2 separate regions of the Mus musculus genome follow, and region 2 is linked to region 1. A link is a contact called in public Hi-C data. All regions are on one chromosome and are shown on one strand. Each heading gives the region's core, a stretch centred on a gene start, on an enhancer-like site or on the middle of the called end of the contact. The rest is flanking DNA. Distances are from core to core; before and after follow the strand shown. Region 1 holds the start of Aspm (abnormal spindle microtubule assembly). Region 2 holds the start of Cdc73 (cell division cycle 73, Paf1/RNA polymerase II complex component).

Evidence for each region. Hi-C and Micro-C count contacts between places; a contact is called where the count stands out from the background.
Region 2: a contact with region 1 is called in a Hi-C map of B cells, with 5 read pairs. The contact joins the promoter of Cdc73 here to the promoter of Aspm in region 1. A contact is called at or near these places in 1 of 39 promoter capture datasets (cranial neural crest) and 1 of 484 Hi-C or Micro-C datasets (B cells).

What each region holds. Positions count from the first base shown.
Region 1 is chr1:139,453,519-139,456,218 of GRCm38.p6, reverse strand. It overlaps Aspm (abnormal spindle microtubule assembly), which reads right to left and starts at 1,446. Exons shown (of 28, transcript NM_009791.4): 1 at 1,015-1,446. The coding sequence starts at 1,287.
Region 2 is chr1:143,701,598-143,704,297 of GRCm38.p6, reverse strand. Cdc73 (cell division cycle 73, Paf1/RNA polymerase II complex component) reads left to right here and starts at 1,405. Exons shown (of 17, transcript NM_145991.2): 1 at 1,405-1,804. The coding sequence starts at 1,674.

The sequences.
Region 1 (2,700 bases), core at 197-2,696:
GAAATCCAGGCAGTTGTTCATCAAAGGGAAGGGCAATGGTTTCTTAAGTGTTGGGATTCCCGATGATGCAACCAACCAACCTTTCCCTGAGGACGATCCTTACTAGTTAGTAGGCGGTGTGTGCAGGCTCCCTCAGCTAACTGTTTCCACAGCTTTAGAGATTCTACTCATTGAAAAGTAATCCAGTCAGAATGAAACACCTCTTAAGACTACAAGAATAGCAAAAGGAAAAAAAAAAAAAAAGAGTAAAATACAAAGGTTGCCTACACATCACATGTAAGGGTTTGGACTGGATATTTAAACAAAATAGTTTTTTTTTTCATTATCACAATAGAAATGTAGTTCCACTGAGTCCAAACATAAGAAAAACAAATGCATATTAAAATGGCTGAAAAGAAGCAATTAGAAAAGTTTCATCAATGTACTCCTCCTGTCTCAAAACAGGGAAATGTTAAAGTATATCATCTTTAGATACTCAAACATATTTTGCAACGCCTGCCAAACGTCTATTTAAAACGCTTATCTGTTTAACAGAAACTCTCTGAAATGCTTCTAGGGATGGCAGGTGCACGCGCTTTTAATCATCATTCCAAGCGAGTTACTGCCCACTTTTTCCAAACTGCAAGACACCAAAGCCCGTCAACTGAGTTGACGTGGTGCTGGGGTCTTCCTCTCTAGTAGTCCCACTTCTGCAGAGGGTGTTCCCGGGGTCAAGAAGGAGAGTAGATTTGGTGTTGGGTCTAGCTCTTTTCCAGCCTCGCCTAGGCAGAGGGAGCCCCACCCACTTTCCCATCCCTGGTCAAGTCCCGGAGCTGACAAGGTCTTGGGGTCCTGTTGTATCCCTGCCCTACCCTGCAAGGAGAGCGTCCCAAGATCAAAACAGTACACCGACTTGGTCTCGGAGTCCCATTATCTCCTAGCCCCACCGTGAAGACTAGGAGCTGATTCAGATCTTCTCAGAGTTTCTTACTATATCCCAAGGTGACGCCACGGGGACGTGCCCCTCGCACCCACCTTCAGCTCGCAGCGGTTCGGCGCCACGCTGAAGCCCTGGCCTGCGGCGCGCAGCAGCGACAGCTCCACCTGCAGAGGTTCCTCGTGCGGGTTGTGCAGGACCAGAGACCGCGTCCGCGACGTGCCCACGCGGACATCCCCGAAGCAGAGGAAGGGAACGCCGCAGAAGTGGCTGAGCAACAGCACCGGCGGAGACGGGTCCCCGGCCTCAGGATCTGGTCGCGCCCGCCGCCCCCTCTCCTCTGGGCAGGAGGCTGCCTGCATCGTCGCCATGGCAGCCACCCGTACCGGGCAGTCAGGTACCCGCTGTCCGGCTCCCGCCGGCTTCCCGGAAGCCAACGACCAGGACAAGGACAAAGATCAAAAAGCCAAAAAGATCCCCTAAACTCCCGGGAAAGTAGCCCAGCCGCTTTTGCTCGGTTCAAATATCGCGCCTCCACCAATGGGAGCTCCCGGAACCTCCTCGCTACAGCACCAACCAGCGAGGAGAAACCCGCCCACATCACTAAAAAGAGCCAATGAGCGAACGAAAGCGCCTGGCCAATGAGGAAGCGGCGCCTTGTTTAAACGATGGTGGGGTTGTCAGGGTTACCTGGGGCAAAAACAAAACAGGGCAGCAAATTTCCCCGACTCTACGAGCCGGTCAATTAGAACGGAAATTAGCCTTGGTGTTTTAAACACTTTGCGGGGAAGAAAAGGGTATCATAACTGTCCAACCCACGGCTGCATGCGGTCCTGAATAGCTGAGTGCAACTTGTGAACAAGTTCCTGGAAAGAAGTGGCATCTTCAACTGGTTCCTAGGCAAGGCTGCGTGATATGAACATCAGTGATGGTGGAGGGGTTAGAATGCTGGCGGCCAAGCACTATAAACAATTACTGGGGAACACAACTAGCTAGTCTTAATAGCCATGTCGTGCTATCCTTCTTAAGTTACCTAATGTCTTTGTGACCATTGTGTAAAATAGTTGTATGGAGAAATACAGCACTGGTTTCCAACCAACCAAAAATGAGTACTGCCAGCATCTGAGGCTATACCAGGGTTCCCTATTGCCTTAGCACACGTCTAATGTTTCTCCTATGTATTTGAAAAGTGCCTCTAATTGGCTTTGTTTTGTTTTGTTTTGTTTTTCCCGAGACAGGGTTTCTCTGTATAGCGCTGACTGTCCTGGAACTCACTCTGTAGACCAGGCTGTCCTGGAACTCAGAAATCCGCCTGCCTCTGCCTCCCAAGTGCTGGGATTAAAGGCGTGCACTACCACGTCCGGTTGCCTCTAAGTATTGTAAAAACAACAACAAAACAAAAACAAGACCATCATTGACTTGTTACGACCTTGGAACATCGAACTTGGAATAAATTATATCTGTGTCCATTGGCCATGGTCTTTCATATGTGACCTCTGAATAAACACTCTCTTAAACGGGACCAGGCTGAGTTTTCATTTTGTGCCTACAAACAATGCTGTACAGTTAATGTGATTTCTTTTTAGTAACTTGTGTGGTTTACCAACATTGTGTCACTATGTCAGAAAGTTCCACAGTGATTGTCACACATTACCAGTTAGCCAAGAAATATTTATATAAACCAAGTCTTCCTATCTGACATGTCTGTTCAGAACTAACCACCTTTATACGTTTCCTTGGCTGACCAGAGATGTAATGAGCTGGTAGCATGTTGTTGGGCTGTT
Region 2 (2,700 bases), core at 156-2,655, 4.2 Mb before region 1:
AAAATTCATAAAAACTATTGTTGACTCTCTTAACTCCATGAAACCTACCTATGCATTTATTACCCAGACTTTACTTGGAGCCTTTATCTTTTCACTTACTACAACATCGTTCTAGGAGCTGTCACTGTACCAAGTATAGTACATATGACCAATATATACTACATGTCATACAGTCGGTTCATCTCATGTCATACAGTCGGTTCATCTCCTAGGAGGTAGAGAAGCAAACAAAGGGGACAAGGAAATACTGGATGCTGTGATATAGGCATAAGTTCAGAGATGTGAAAGGGACAGACAAGCACAGTCAGTTCTTTATAACCTGCATTTGCAGTGAGGTTCTGAGACACATTGACGGGAGAAAGACATTTGTGGAGCAGACATTTTTTTAACCTCATACTTCTTTCTATACCCAAATTACACTTTGTCACACATAACAAAAGTCCCCCCCCCCAAAAAAAAACAGACCAAAGTATTTGTTTTTATAAGTAACAAAGTGTGCCTCCTTCTCACAAAGAGTGAAAAAGAAATATTAGGCTTGAAGTATATGTTTAAAGTACACAGGCCATGAATAGTATGCAGAATTGATTTCTAGGTTCCCATAATCATAAAGGCACCGGTAAGCCTTTTGAGTACCACTTAAAAGTCTGTTCGTCTGAAAAAGTGTTCTAATTCACAGCTTGAGGTTTCTGAAGGAGTATTTCTTCCATTCATAACCTGAAATCACTTGAGGCTTTTTTTGTGATTACCCGGGAGAAGCTGAGGGGATGGAAAAAGTTGTTTCCAAGGAAAGGAGGGGGACGAGTCAACAATGAATGGTCCTTCGTCGACGCGTTGGGATGCTTTCAGCTTTTTCTCTGATTAATTTTATTCTGTCTACCAATCAAACGATGTTAGGAGACCAGAGACTAACAAACGGGGCAAGAATTGTCCTCCACCTAACTCTTCTTTTCCTCTTTGCAAATACACCCCTTATTAAAATCCAGCCTAAACTTGAAAACGTCCACATTTCAAAGCTCCAGCTTTCCCTAGGAGCTGTTCCTGACCATGGGGACCTATGTCGCAGAGTGCGGTGGGGCTCCGATGCAGACAGAAAGGTAGTCCTGGGGTTCAAGGGAGGGAAGCGGAGCCTGGCGCAGGGAAAGTTTAAATCACCCGGCGGCGGCGCGCGCTCTGGGATTGAAAAGCGCGGAAGCGCCCAGCAGGTGCGCGCGCACCTGTCGCTCGCCCCGTGCGAGCCTTGAGACCGCACCGGGGCCCGGTTCCGCTAGGGCGCCGCACACGCGGAGCGCCGAGGCCCGCTCCCCGTTTCCCGAAGTCGGCGGCGCGCCCCGCGGGCGTCTGGGTGGCGCGTGTGCTCGGGCGGCCACGGCGCCCCCTGGCGGCGGCCCGCGGCCCCGGCGGAGCGTGGGTCAGTCAGGCGTTCTCCGCGGGCAGCCCGCGGCGGGGCCTTGCCTTATATAGCGCGGGGTCCTCGGCGGCCTGGGTGGCTTCTGCCCGTGCTGCTGTCGTAGACGCGGCCGGCTGTTGAGTGTGGCGGCTGTTGGTTCGCGGCGGCGGCGGCGGCGGCGGGGGGAAGAGGGCGAGGCGACGGGGGAAGGAGGCGGCAGGCGCGGCGGCGACGGCGGGGCCCGGGGCCCGCGGCGGCGGCGGCGGCAGCAGCGAGGGGGGCGAAGATGGCGGACGTGCTCAGCGTCCTGCGACAGTACAACATCCAGAAGAAGGAGATCGTGGTCAAGGGGGATGAAGTGATCTTCGGGGAGTTCTCCTGGCCCAAGAATGTGAAGACCAACTATGTAGTTTGGGGGTGAGTGCGGCGTGGCTGTGGCCTAGTGGTGGCGGGGCAGCATCGGGCGCCCCCGGGCGACCTCTTTCCCTAAAGCCCTCCTCCCTGTCCTCCTCGGAGTCCCTCAGGGATGAGAGGGGGGAGAAAAAAAAATGGGTGCTCTGGGGAAAAAGTTATTCTCTGGAGAAGAAGTTGTACTTTTAGGGCGAGGAGGGAAGAAGTGGAGCGGATTCTAGAGCGGTCAAGTCTTCTCTGTGTTGGAGAAGCCGAAGGGAAAGGTACCATGGGAGTTTCCGACTTGCCAGTTGGCGTGGAGTGTGTACAGGTTGTCCGCGCCGTGTGGGGCTGGTGCACGGCTACCTGGACGGAGGTGTAGAAGGACAGCGATCGATCGCAGCATCTGCCGGCCACCGAGTCGCTTTTTGTTCTTAGGTTTTTTTTTTTTTTGTAATCTCCCAGAGCCTGCCATGTGTTGCAACTGTCTTCTTTGGCTCCTCGAGCGCCTCGGCAATTTTCTTTTTTTTCTTTTTTCATAATAGGGGTAGGTTGATGTTATTCCTCAAGAGGGGTTGGGGGAGAAAAAAAAAAAGGAATAGACAGCTATCACTTAGAGTTAAGGGACGATTAGGAGAGTTTGGAAGTTTGCTGAAACAGTATTGGAGCTGAAAGCAGGACTTTGTTGGGGAGAAAGTTACCGGGGAAATGCAGTGAGACCGGGGGAAAAGCAGTGAGCTTTACATACGGGTCTGAGAAATTGATCCTGTGTGCTCTTCAGGAAGAGCCTTCAAAGGAAAAACAAAACAAAACCATTTGTGATTATTGTTCCATGGATGCCGTGGATGTAAGTCGTTCAGGAAATCACAGAGGGTCAAGTTGAAGAATCCTTTGAGTCCTCTGTAATGATGTTACTACTATTG